Linked DNA regions of Sus scrofa: region 1 is linked to region 2. A link is a contact called in public HiChIP or PLAC-seq data. All regions are on one chromosome and are shown on one strand. The core of a region is the stretch at or near the end of the contact, and the rest is flanking DNA. Distances in the headings are between cores, read along the strand shown. Region 1 holds the start of TMBIM6 (transmembrane BAX inhibitor motif containing 6). Region 2 overlaps PRPF40B (pre-mRNA-processing factor 40 homolog B).

Region 1 (6,133 bases), core at 1,430-3,929, 82 kb before region 2:
ACAGTGTGGAGTTTAAGATACTTGTACCAGATTCTACAGCCAAGTCAAAGTAGCAAAGGAAAATTTAGCAGGTAGAGCATCATGGGAATATTCAGTGTTTTCCCAGAGGAGACTAATACCCTTGGGTAGTTTATGAAATAAAGTGAAACACTTCAGGCCAGCAATAGTACCATCTCTAACAACACCACTGACTACATTCATATAAAATTTTACAACTTTCAAAGTGTTTTATTATATACATTATCCCCTTTGATCATCACACCAATCCATGAAGAAAGGGCATGATTAGTACCACTTTAAAGAATAAAGTGAAAGTTCAAAAATACAGTGTCATAGTGGCATAAGCACTGGCTCTGGAGCCACAAGTCCTGCCATGTTCTACCACATAACTTTGGGAAAATCATTTTACCTAAGGACAGCGAGGCTTCCTCATCTGTAATATAACGATGATTAATTAAAACCTGCACTACCAAGCTTACTGAATGTCAGTAAGAAAATCTGTGTGGTGCTCCAGTGGTTAGGATTCAGCACTTGCACTGCTGTGGCCAGGGTTCAATACCTGGTCTGGGAACTGAGATCCCACATTAAGCCACTGCAGACCGCAGCCAGAAAAAAAAAAAGAAAATTGTGCAAGATTATTATACAGTGCCAAATATTTTATGATGGACATTAAATGGACGGTAGTACCAACCAACATGAGAAAGTTAAGCATGAGAGCCAGAACCAGCTTAGCAGCCTTCTGATCTCCAACGCCTGGTGGGTGCTCTTTCTATTACACCCTACAGTGGAAAAGCAAGTTTTCCTTAAGGCAGTTTCAGCTACAGGTCAAGAGAAATCTTAACAACAACAAATATACGCTGATTCCTATTATACTTTTTTCTGTACTTTTCATCATTTCTACAGCAAGCATGAACCATATGCATATTTAGAAAAAAACTCAGAAATGCTAAGTATCTGGATTAATTTTATTCTTTAGGAAGGTGAGAATGCAGTGGATCAATAATGGGGAAAGGAGAAAGGAAGAAAGAGGGTACTAAGCCATGTTTCCACAATAAGATGAATAAGAAAATTCTGAATCCAAACTAGAGACTGCACTTTCTCAAGGATTCAACTATTCTGACCCCACCCCGAAGGAAAACGGCAGAAAATCTAAATGCCAAGATATTCTTGAAGCCAGAACAACAATAAAACATCCCAGACAAGGACGAGTAAGAAAACACCAGAGAGTAAATTTAATACATAACTAAGCATGTTTGCAGAAGCCGTAAGAAATGTGGTTAGGCAACTCTGATCTTTCTTGAACTAAATTCTTAAAACTACATATTTGACCAAAAGATAAACTTGAATAAGTATCAAAAAGTAACTAGACTATCCAATATTCTGTAATAGCCTACTTGGGAAAAGGATCTGACAAAAAATGGGTATGTGTATATGTATGACTGACTCACTTTGTTGTACAGTAGAAATTATCACATTAAAATCAACTATAATTCGATAAAACTTTTTAAAAAAGTAACTAGAAAAGCCCATTCGCCATTAACCTTTAACCTGAAATCTTTGTTTCAAGTACAGTCAGCTCTTCCACCAGGTTACAGTCATTAGTTAACTATTGCTAAAACAGAGTCTCAAGTTCAGAAAGGTTTTTGTTGTTGTTTGGTCGATGAAAGGTTGATGGGGCAAGCAATGTAACCTGGCTGGCACGGGGCTGCAATTCCTCACTTAACAAACACACGAAAATACCACAGCTCCAGCAAGTAGGTCCAAGAAACCGCCCAACAACGCCTTTCCTGACCGGACTTTGGGAAAGACGCCGCCCACGGGGCTCAGGACCAGCAAAGCCAAGGCCACCTCACCTGTCCAAAGGTAACCAATCAGACCAGAGCGGGGCCGTCCAGCGGGCCTGGCAAGCCAGGCCTAGCCCGGGTCTCTCCTCACCTCCCGCCTCTGCTGTTGGCTTCAAAGTAACGAAGGAGCCTAGCATGTCACAGAGGAGTGTGACATCATCCACTCCGCCGTGACAGGGCAGCTTGCCGGACCAGGCCCTCCTGAGTCCCGGCCCCCACCGCTCACCCAGAGGCGGCCCAGCCAGAGGACCCCCAGCAGGCCAGCGATCTGTCGGGAGCGGCGGGGATGACCACAAACCCGTGAGGTTTCGCTTTCATTCTCCCCGGAAGAAAGGCGCAGGGGACGTGCCCTGAATTAAGGGGGTCGAAGCTGGGCCTGGGCCAAAGAGCCTCCGAGTCTACACTTGGCGGAGGAGGAGGAAAGACGCGGACTAAGGGGGAAGCAATTCCGGCCAAAAAAGGCCCTTAGCCAGCGCTCCCCAGCCGACTGAGCGCCTCGACACCCCCAAAGACCCAGCAGACTCGCCCCGCCCCTCCCCCACTCCGGTACAGTTGCGCCTGCGCGGTACTAGTTCCCCAACTCCTCCCCTCCCAGCCTAGCTTTCCGGAGTCCCGCCGCCCAGCAGGGCCCAGTTCCTCCAGGGTGCGGTCCGTCTGAAAACGGAAACTACTCCCACTCTTGCTCAAGAAGTAACTAATCCCCTTTCCATTTCTCAATCCAGGCTTGCGCAGTCCTAGCTTCAGACGTACCTTCTAACCCGCTTCTCAAGAGCTCACACAGCTCCTCTAACACCGGATGTGCTTCTGACTCTCCCAGGGTCCGCTCCAGACTCTTTACCTTGCGTCCGCCCCTCGAGGGAAGCCCCGCCCCCGAGTTCCGCTTGAGGCCAGTCCTGATTGGCCATGGTTGCTCTTCTGCCTTTCTGTTGGCTGTAGGTGCATAAACAACGGCTGCTTACTTCAGAGCCATTTGCTTAACGCCCTTGTCGATCAAGACTCTGGCAGCCAAACAGCGCGTAGCAAAAGACCTCCGCCTTCTTCCAGCATAGTAAGGCAGGGTCGTAGTCCGAAGTCGCCTCTAGTGGACAAAGAGAAGAGGGGAGGCCCCACCCAAGGCATAAGGCAAGTAATGCAGCCTCCACCACAAGCGATGGAATAGCTCTGCAAAGTCCTGGGATTTGGGTTTTATGCTTGTCGTAGAATGCTAAAAGGGGAAAGAGATTCAGAGAACACATAGAAAAGCATTCTCATAGGGAATGCTTCACGGTAAATTCTCAATTTACCGTGAACCTTGTGAAGCTTAAACTTCAGAACATCTTTGAAGGCTCAGAGAATTTCTCAGGAACGGGGGGAGGAGGAATTAGCAGCCCCAGTCCTGCATCAGACGAATGTACTCCTGGAGGTCACCCTCTTGGCCCAGATTGTGGTCCTGGAGTCGTGGGCGGGGCCAGTGGGCTGCCACCTCCTCATCCACTTTGCTCTGGGGAAGGCGGTAGTAGTGGGGTGAGTAGGGCAGCTATCTGGCTGAGCTGCCCCAGCAGCTCTGAGGAAACTAAGCCAAGGGAGAAAAAGGGCTGGAGCGCCTTGGGACGTGTCTCCAAGAAGCAACACTTACAGAAGAACTGAGAGTAAGGAGTTGTGAAGCTGCTTAAAAAACGTTTCTACACTGTCAAATTTTTTTTCCAAAACTTTTTTGCTAATTTATCTAACATCTCTATATAAATAATACAGCATGGTCATACGAAGAGGCAAAGCGTATGCAGCCAAAAAAAAAAAAAAAAAAGAAAAAAGAGCTTATAGTGGTTAACAGGCAGTTAATAATAATGTGGTTTTGTGGGGTTGTGTGATATTTGTATTTTGTCAGCATTTTAAAATCTGTAATGGATCACTATTAAAAAAATTTTCAATTTTAAAAATTAAAAATTTTTTAAAACCTGTAATGTTTTATTTTCTTACTCTAAATACTGATTTTATTACATAATTTTGTATTCTTTTTCTTAAATACAGCCATACAACTGTAGATGTTTCCAGCTGCACAAAACAGCAAATGAGGAAACAAGACCATGGACAGAAAAGGTTCTGGCAAAATAAGGGAAGAAATTTAGACTAAGCATTTGATCAAATCAAAATGCAGGATTCAAGAAACTGCTTTCTAGATGGATAGACTAGCCATCTTTTCCATAAAGAATACAAATGTGCAGGGTATGATTCCCAGTACACATTCAGATCTGCAGTAAACATTTTTCTGTAGTGCAATCTAGTGTTTACTAGTGCAATCTAGTGTTTACTCTGAATCTTCCACTGGAGTGGGAGAAAATATATCATCAGTCTTCCTTGAGGTGTTTCTCCCTACTCTACCCTAATTTCTGCCACATTTCTGAGGCTAAAGTGTTTGAGAACAGGGCCTGTCTGGTTCCTGGTCATCAGTTCACATGGGCTGTGAACTGGTTTTTTACCTTGGTACTGGTATGGCCCTTTTCACGTACAGCAGTAGCTATTTCCACACCATACTTAAGGCACAAGAAACTGTTTGTCAACCTGTATTGAATTCTCCACCTAGAACAAGAGGTTGCTAAGAATTTGGCCGTACAGTGTTGACTGAAATAGGTTATTCATTCATTGATGACAGATTACACCGTTTCTGACTCAGGGTCTCTTGTGAGGTTGCAGTGAGATGTCGGCCCAGGATCCAGTCATCCAAAGGCTTGACTGGAGCTAGAGGAGTTACTTCCAAGGTATGGCTGACAATTTGGTGCTGGCTGTTGGTAGGAAGCCTTAGGTCCTCTCCAGATGGGCTCCTCCAGAGGGCTGTTTGAATGTCCTCACAGCATGAGGATTAGCTTAATCCAGAGTGAGCAATCCCAGTGGCAGAGAGAACTAGATGGAAGCTCTTTTTACAACTCATCCTCATAAGTTGCATAGCAATCACTTCCTTACAATAATACCCTTATTCCCAAACCCCTGACCTGGTTCCTGTGCCTCAGAGGGCCTCATGGTTTGAGGGCCTTCTTGGAAATTTTCTAAGTCTCCCTTATGTACATATAACAAACCTAGGCCATCAAAGCTCAGCGCAGACCAGGTTATACATGAGTCTTTGTTCCAGTTTTTCCCCTTCATGGGATTCTCCACTTCTAGGATGCTTGAAGAATTCTGGAACTCATGTCTATGGAATTACCCCAAGGCCCTGTGATCAAGTCTCAATTTCATGACAACATCCTAGTGCCCTGATCACTCTTGCTAGCCAGTACAGTATTTCTTTTGTGGAACTGCATGAGACTGGGTCTCCAGGATCATGCCGAAATGCCTACTTGGAGGTCAGACAAGATGAGCTCAGGTCTCTGGGCTACCAACAGTCAACAGTCCTTTACTAACCCTTGGGCTTGAGTTGTGTGTATGGATCACTGTATTGATCCTCTCCTGTCTGTTCTGATTGTGGAGCTGTGTGTGGTCTAAAGCACCAGAGGACAACAGAGTAATAGCAAGCATCTTTTATCCCATATATCACCACACACAACCCCCACCCCCGTCCACCCCACCACTGGCACCCAGGGCAGTTACTCCATCTCCTCCAAAGATTCTAGAGCATATGGCAGGCAGTCCTCCGGGAGCAGACACACTTTTCTGCTCCAAGACCATTCCTGGGTGCTTTTGAGACTGTTGTTCCACCGTGCCAGCAGGCTCTTCCCAACTAATGTCCTCTTTTGCTTCTGAATGATGTGGGAATAGAATGTTCTCTCATATGTCAGTCTTAAGTCATGCCGAATGAGGTGTGTACAAACGGCATCAGCCCTCTGGTTCTATCCGTGATGTGTGGAAAGTAGGGCTGTGGTCAACACTGAACGGGGTCATGAGCTGGGAATGCCATGACAGTGGCTTAAACAGTGTAAGAGAAGACATGGTTAGAAGAGGTGTTGTTCTATGGTTAGGGTATAAAATTCTGAATAAAAGATAAAGTAAAATCCTGAATGAAAATTTAACATGATCATAAAACAAATTATTGTTCAAATTTCCATAAGAGTCTGGGTAAGACTTGCGTTTTTTTTTCCCCCCACTGTACAGCAAGGGGATCAAGTTATCCTTACACGTATACATTACATTTTTTTTCCCCCACCCTTTGTTCTGTTGCAACATGAGTATCTAGACATAGTTCTCAATGCTACTCAGCAGGATCTCCTTGTAAATCTATTCTAAGTTGTGTCTGAGAACCCCAAGCTCCCGATCCCTCCCACTCCCTCCCTCTCCCATCAGGCAAGGACTTGCGTTTTTGGTCATCATCAACAAAGCACAGT
Region 2 (6,276 bases), core at 1,411-3,910:
GGGAGAGAGGGCTGGGCTTCAAGTCTGGGCCTTTTCTGTCTCCTCCTTGGAGTCCTGGGAGGGAGCGAGGGAAGCTGGCCACAGGCCTCTTAGCTGTGAACTGGTGGGCAGGGTGGGGGCCCAGGCCCTTCCTGTCATTGTTTGGGCCAGGAAATGCCCCTCCAGAGCGTGGCCACCTGGGGTTGCTGGTCCCACTGACACCCACTCTCCACCCTCAGTGTCAGCCCCTCCCCTCACCACATACACACACAAACACACACACACATCCCGCCCCCATCTTTCATGATTCTTAGGAAGCAGAACAAGAGAATGAAGCCCGCAAGAAGCAGGAGGAGGTAATGCGGGAGAAGCAGCTGGCTCAGGAAGCCAAGAAACTGGATGCCAAGGTGGGTGGGACCAAGAGCTGGGGCCTGGAGAACAGGGCAGAGGATTAGGAGGGGGTGGAGCAGAGAGCTGGAGAGGAGAGGGACCACCCAGAGGGCCTGATGCTGGAGTCCAAAGCAATGGGGAGCGGGGCTCTGGGAGGGGATTCCAGGCAGTGATGGGGGCTGGGCCCAATCAAGGGCGTCGTCCTCAGACTGTAGACGGGGGGTCTTGGGGCAGGAACCAACCCCTGACAGGTTAGTGGTGACCTCTTTCCCCTTCAAATGCACAACCCTAGACCCCATCCCAGCGGAACAAGTGGCAACAGCAGGAGCTAATTGCGGAACTGCGGCGGCGCCAGGCCAAGGAGCACCGGCCCGTTTACGAGGGGAAGGATGGTACCATTGAGGACATCATCACAGGTGGGGCCTGCCCTCCCTGGTGCCTGGCCACTGGGCCCAGCTCCCCACCCCCACGGGGCCTGACCACTGTCTCTCTCCTGGGCCACAGTGCTGAAGAGTGTCCCTTTCACGGCCCGTACTGCCAAGCGGGGCTCACGCTTCTTCTGCGATGCAGCCCACCATGATGAGTCAAACTGTTAACCCCCGAGGCTGGGGCTCTTGACAGGTACCGGGCACTCTCTCTGCATGCCCACCTTGCGGGGGCCCAAAGGCACCTCCTCTCCTGCATGACTTGGACTCATCCTCTGGCAGCCTGGTGGTGATGGGGACACGTCCTTCTTCCCTTGTATGCCCCATGCTCTGAGAAGCATGGCTTACCCCCTGCATGCACCCTCAGGGAAGTGAGCTCTCTCCCACTAATGCTGTCCTGGCTTCTACTAAGACCCAGGGGAAGGGAGCTGCCAGAACAGGCAGGACCAGGCCACCTCTGACAGCCGAGGCTGAGATGCCCTGGGCCCGGGCTTCTACCCAGGGGCATCAGATGACTCTTGTCCTCTGTTTTCTGATATCCAGTCTTCCGGCCTCCAGTACCCTCCTCTGTTCCTCTGAACATGCCGAGCCCACGCCAGAAATCTCCCTGACCATGCCCTCCAGCCTCTCTTTAGTCTTCTCCCTCATTGGCCTCATGGCCAGCTCCTCGCTGACCCTACCTGTGGGGCTGGGCCTACAGAGGTTGGGCCTGGCCCTGCCTCCCTGCCTGTTCACAGCCTTCTGTCCTTCCCACAGGCCTCCACCACCAGCCCCTTGTCGTCTGCCACCAAGCCAGGAGTGCTGCACCACCCACTGGCCCGCCTCGGGCTCCAGGCCCTCACTGAGACCCTCTTGGAGGCAGAAGCACTTCAGCTCTGAGTCCTGCAGGTCCAACCAGTGGACCTGAAGCCCTGGAATGGCCAAGGGCCCAGCAGAAAGCTCTGCTGCTCTCCTCCCAGTGTCTACCAGCTCTCAAAGCTGCATCTTGCCGCCACTGTGGGCACTAGGTCTTTTGGGGCCTAGCGCCTCTCTGGTGCCTCCAGTACTGCACTTTGCTCCCAAGGTCTTCATTTCCTCAAGCATCAGCTCAGTGCTGGAAAACACTTCCAGCTTTAGGCTATGCAGGGGCACCTAGGCCCTCCATCACTTGAGCCAGAGGAACAAGAGGGAAAGCAATTACTCCTTTTACCTTTTCCTTGTTGCAGCCCAGTGGTCAGCTGTGAGCTAGAAGTGTCCAAGCTTAGGGAGCCCTGGGACCCTGCTAATCTCAGACCATCTTCTTCCAGGAGCAGGGTTCTCCTAAGCCTAGGCCTATACGGCTATGCCCTAGTGATAAGGGGAGAGGAGAGGCCACGCTCCCTGCCCTTGGCCCTTTGCATCCTAGGCTGACCCTGTCCTTGCCGAGGTGGGCATGAGGTAGTTTTCTCTGCCCCAACCTCAAGACAGAGAAGGGGTGTGCCAACAGCACCCTCGCCTCCTTGCCTTGGCTAGTTTTTTGGGGCAGGGGGCAGGGTCATGGTGGTCTTAGCTGACTATTTTCTCAGTCTCCTGCCAGCTTCTTCTCAGCCCCTAGAAGGAAATACAGGGGCCTACTCCTTTTTGTACATGTACCATTTCCCTTCTCTCTTGTACATAAACCCCAGACCTTCTTTCTCTCAACAAAGGCTTGAAACACCAGGCCTGACTCTGTCTCCTCTTTCTGAGTGGCGGGGGGCTAAGGTGGCCATTTAGCCGGACAGGAGCCCAGGGACAGAAAGGAGGCTGGGCAGAGCTGCCATCTGCATCGGGGAGGTGAGCAGAAGCCTGGGGAGGGAGAACTTGGCTAGGTGGGCTCCAACCACACAAAGGGAGGCAGGCCTGCCGTGAGCCAGTAGTGCCCTCTGCTGGCTGTGTGTGCACCTGTCCAGTCCCCAGCCTGTCCCAGTAGCACACAGTGCAGACAAAAGAGCCACTCGTCACTTTATAAATACTGTTATTTAAAAAACAAAAGCAAAACAGAACACACATACACTAGGCCCTGGGGCTGGAGGAAGGAGTGGTGGAAGCCCAAGGGCCTGGGCAGGCAGGAGCAGGCACTGACGCTAGCGGGTAGGGACCCCGCCCTCTGCCACCCAGGCTGTGTCCACCGGCCTGTCACTCTTCCTAGAGGCCCCTCCTCACATTTTATCTACTGGCACCACCCTCCCCACACGGCATCCACCACCAATCTCTGATCTGGGGCTGAGGGCAAGGACTGCACTAGTTGTCCGGGAAGTGGGGGACCTTGAACACCACGAGCAACCTGGGGAGGTGCTGGCTGCGGTGTGTTGGGGTTGGGGTTACTTGAGGAAAACTGGACACAGACCCGACTAAGGAAGAAGTCTGGAGTGGACGGTGAGGGTGACCTAGGCCACAACCTCACACTGACGGGGCAGGGGGGCTCGTTGGGTCACTGGTGGTCATCTAGTTGCTGCAGGAGTGTCCGCCGCCGTCTTTCCAGCTCTCCCTCGCTCAGCTCACTTTCCGACGTGTCCCAGCCCGTCTGGTGGAGCAAAGGCACAGCTCACCCATGGCCTCCCCTGAGGGCTGCGGAGGCCTGGGCAGAGCGCTGACTGGGCTGGGGTCGGACGCCTGCCTCTCACCTTCTCCTTCTTGATTCCAAAGCCTGGGGAGCGGTTAGGGAGCTCTGCCCGCCGGAGGTCCCTGTCCTTGTCCTGTTCTGGTTCTTTCTCATCACTCTCCTTGCCAGCTTTCTCCTCAGGGTCTGTCTCGCTCTCGGGACTGTTCTGTAAGAGCCCAGAGCCCGCCTCGTCAGTTCCCGTGAAGGACAGGCCGGGAGGCGGGCGAAGACGTCTCCTAACACAGCAGGGCCGTGAACGGACGCTCCTTCGCTACGCACCGACTTGTGTCTTCTCTTCTTGGTTTTCTTTTTTGGTTTCTTGGCTTTGCGAAGACCATGATCTGGAGACAGAAAAATCCCCACTAAGTCCCACGGGAGAAGGAGGCCTCGTCCTGTTCTCTGCTCCTTCTTCGCAGCCAGGGACCTGTCTGAGGACGTCTCAGTCCAGCTCGCCTTCCTGCTCCTGGTCTCCTGCCCGGGCAGGGATGGGACGTTCTCACTCTGACAGGTGCAGCCCAGCCCTCCCAACCCACTCTACCCTCGGTGGCAGGGGAGCGGGGGAGCTCCCCCAAAGGCCTCCTCTCCAGCTCCCGATTCCTTACCTGATCCAAGGAGAAGGCGTGAGGATGGGGAACCCCGTCCTCCAAGGGCAGCACCCCCACTTTCAACAGAATCAAGTGAGGAAGAGGGCTCGGAGCCCGACTCTGAGGGGTTCCGCCGCCTCCGCCTGGGGGGCCGGAGAGATGGTGGGGGCAGCTCCTCCTCTTCTGACTCGGAGCCCTGGGGAGAGCAGCAGATGTGGGTTGGCACAGAGGTTCTCTGGGCTCCAGAAGCCCTCAGGGCTGGGAACTGGGGATGGAGAAGGAGGCTCCAGGGCCAAAGGAATCCTCAGATCCCCCTCCGGGGAAGGTGATGTAGGGGAGAAGCAAGGAAAGGGGTTCTCATTTCCCCAGACAGTCCAGCCTCACCTCCCATCCTTTCTACCCGCCAACTCACTGAAGGCGAGTGCGAACGCTTGCGATGGTGCTTCTTGCTCTTTCTGCCGTGTTTTCGGCCTTTGGTGTGGAGGTGCTGGCATTCAGTCTGGTGAAGGCAGACGGAGGAGTGAAGAAGGCACCAGTTTAGCCACAGGAGGGACCCTACATCCTAAAATCTAGTCTGGCCCCATCCTCGAACGCTCAGCTCTTGGGCTTCTGCCAGGCACCCTAAGACCTCCCCTTCCCTGGCTGTTCCAGAAAGGGGAACCCAAAGGGTGGAGGTCACCAGGATTTCCCTTAAGCTGGCCTTGGGTGTTGAAGAGCTGGGGCAGGTGCAGAGAACTCAAAGCTCTGGCTCACCTCCAGTACCTGCAGGAACTCCCGGAAGAGCCGGATCCTCTCCGACTCCAGGGTGATCTGCTCAAAGGCTGAGTCGCACACAAAGCGCTCACGGACCTTGAACAGGAGAGCACTGCTGATCAGACCGGCCCCAGCACGGCATGGATGCTGCCATGAGCACAGGGCAGGGCTGGGGCAGAGGAAGGAAGGGAGCCGGAGTTGGCCCCGAGCCGTGCTATGAGGGGGGTGGGCCCCCAGTGGTGGAGAAGCACTGCTGCCCTCAGGACTGAGGGGGTGGTGTGTGGTGCCAGGCCGCAGTCCTGACCTCTTCCCAGGCAGTGCCCAGCTCCAGAGCAGGCACAGCCTGCCTCAGCATGCTTCGAAAGGCAGCTTCCCTGCGCCGCAGCCTGCGTGCCTCCTCCTTCTCCCGCTCTCTCTCCCGTGCCTCTGCTTTTTCCAGCAGCTGAGGGCAGACAGGACAGGGTCACCCAGGAGGGCAGGCCCCCACGCACTCAGACAAACCTCAAAAGGTGGGAAATTGGAGTCTGGGCTCCTACTGTCATCCCCGGCACTGGGGCAGAGTCACACCGGGGCGGTGAGTGAGAAGGAATGGAACAAGACCGAGGGATGAGTTCGAGAACGGAGCCCTGGCTACAGCCCCACCCCGCGCGGCCCCTCACACTATTGAAAGTCAGCTTGATGTTGCCTGCATCCAGCGCAGCAGCCCTCTTGTCAAAGCTTATGACGTGGGCGAAGTCCTCAAAGGCTGTGTTCACTTCCACGCAGAAGCCCCGGTCCTGTGGGCACAGCAGTGCATGAAGCAGGGGACACCACAGGCCTGAGGCCTGGAGCTGGCTGGCCTCCAGGGCAGGCAGAGGGGTCAGACTGCAGGGATGCTCAAGTGGCCCCCTCCCACCCCCTGGCAGGGATCCCCAGGACTGGGATGTAACTTCGGAGGCTAAGTCATCCAAGTCCTCACCATCTAACAATTAAGCCTCCTGGGCCCCCCCGGCTTGGTTGTCACAGGGAACTGGGAGGAAGAGGCTGGGTCATGGGGAGGGGGTGCAAGGGGTGTGTGTGCCCTGTCTGATGCCCGAGTTTCTCATAATTCTCTGTCCCCTTGGCTTAAAGCTTGAATGCCTGCTGGGTCCAACTACTGCTCAGTAACTTCCTTGCATCTGCAGGTTCCACCCTTTGGCTGTGCTCACTATGTCCCAGGTACCATGCTGAGTGCTTCAACTATCTCATTTAATCCTCACAAATGTGAATTGAAGCACGGGTCCTAGTCTCCTAATTTTACGTGGAAGGAAAAAACAAGGTTTAGAAGAACTAAAGCACTTGCCCAAGGCCTTCGAGGCTAATACACAGCTGAATGAGAATTCTATCCCAGGTCTTTCCAACAACAAAGCCCCTACTTTTAAGCACTACACTCATCTGGATCACTCAGTCCACGAGAAATAGAGGCCATGAGGTGTGCAATTCCCGAACGATACTAAAAACACCTCCCATTGTAAAAGCACCACAGCAGCCCCATGAAGCAGAAGCCTGGAAAAGGACTCACTTGGCC

What was found. HiChIP or PLAC-seq counts read pairs in DNA pulled down with a chosen protein or histone mark.
Region 1: an H3K27ac HiChIP or PLAC-seq map of alveolar macrophages shows a contact between it and region 2. The contact joins the promoter of TMBIM6 here to the enhancer-like site in region 2. A contact is called at or near these places in 1 of 5 promoter capture datasets (fetal skeletal muscle), 3 of 47 Hi-C or Micro-C datasets (embryonic fibroblasts, fibroblasts and retroperitoneal adipose tissue) and 2 of 2 datasets of contacts at active chromatin or transcription factors (alveolar macrophages and skeletal muscle).

The regions. Positions count from the first base shown.
Region 1 is chr5:15,670,574-15,676,706 of Sscrofa11.1, reverse strand. It overlaps TMBIM6 (transmembrane BAX inhibitor motif containing 6), which reads right to left and starts at 2,679. Exons shown (of 10, transcript NM_001005348.1): 1 at 2,595-2,679.
Region 2 is chr5:15,588,860-15,595,135 of Sscrofa11.1, reverse strand. PRPF40B (pre-mRNA-processing factor 40 homolog B) reads right to left here. Exons shown (of 25, transcript XM_021091619.1): 19 at 5,390-5,506; 20 at 5,035-5,172; 21 at 4,731-4,826; 22 at 4,390-4,476; 23 at 3,996-4,173; 24 at 3,416-3,734; 25 at 1,996-3,315. The coding sequence ends at 3,285. FMNL3 (formin-like protein 3) reads left to right here. Exons shown (of 25, transcript XM_021091615.1): 23 at 294-386; 24 at 662-785; 25 at 1,551-2,471. The coding sequence ends at 1,639. Among named protein-coding and RNA genes, the nearest start is that of FAM186B, 21 kb to the right of the region's middle. Within about 2 kb of position 2,660, at least 24 of the 83 cell types and tissues checked have an H3K27ac peak or open chromatin away from gene starts, as enhancers often do. A contact at or near this core is called in alveolar macrophages and retroperitoneal adipose tissue, where this site is marked.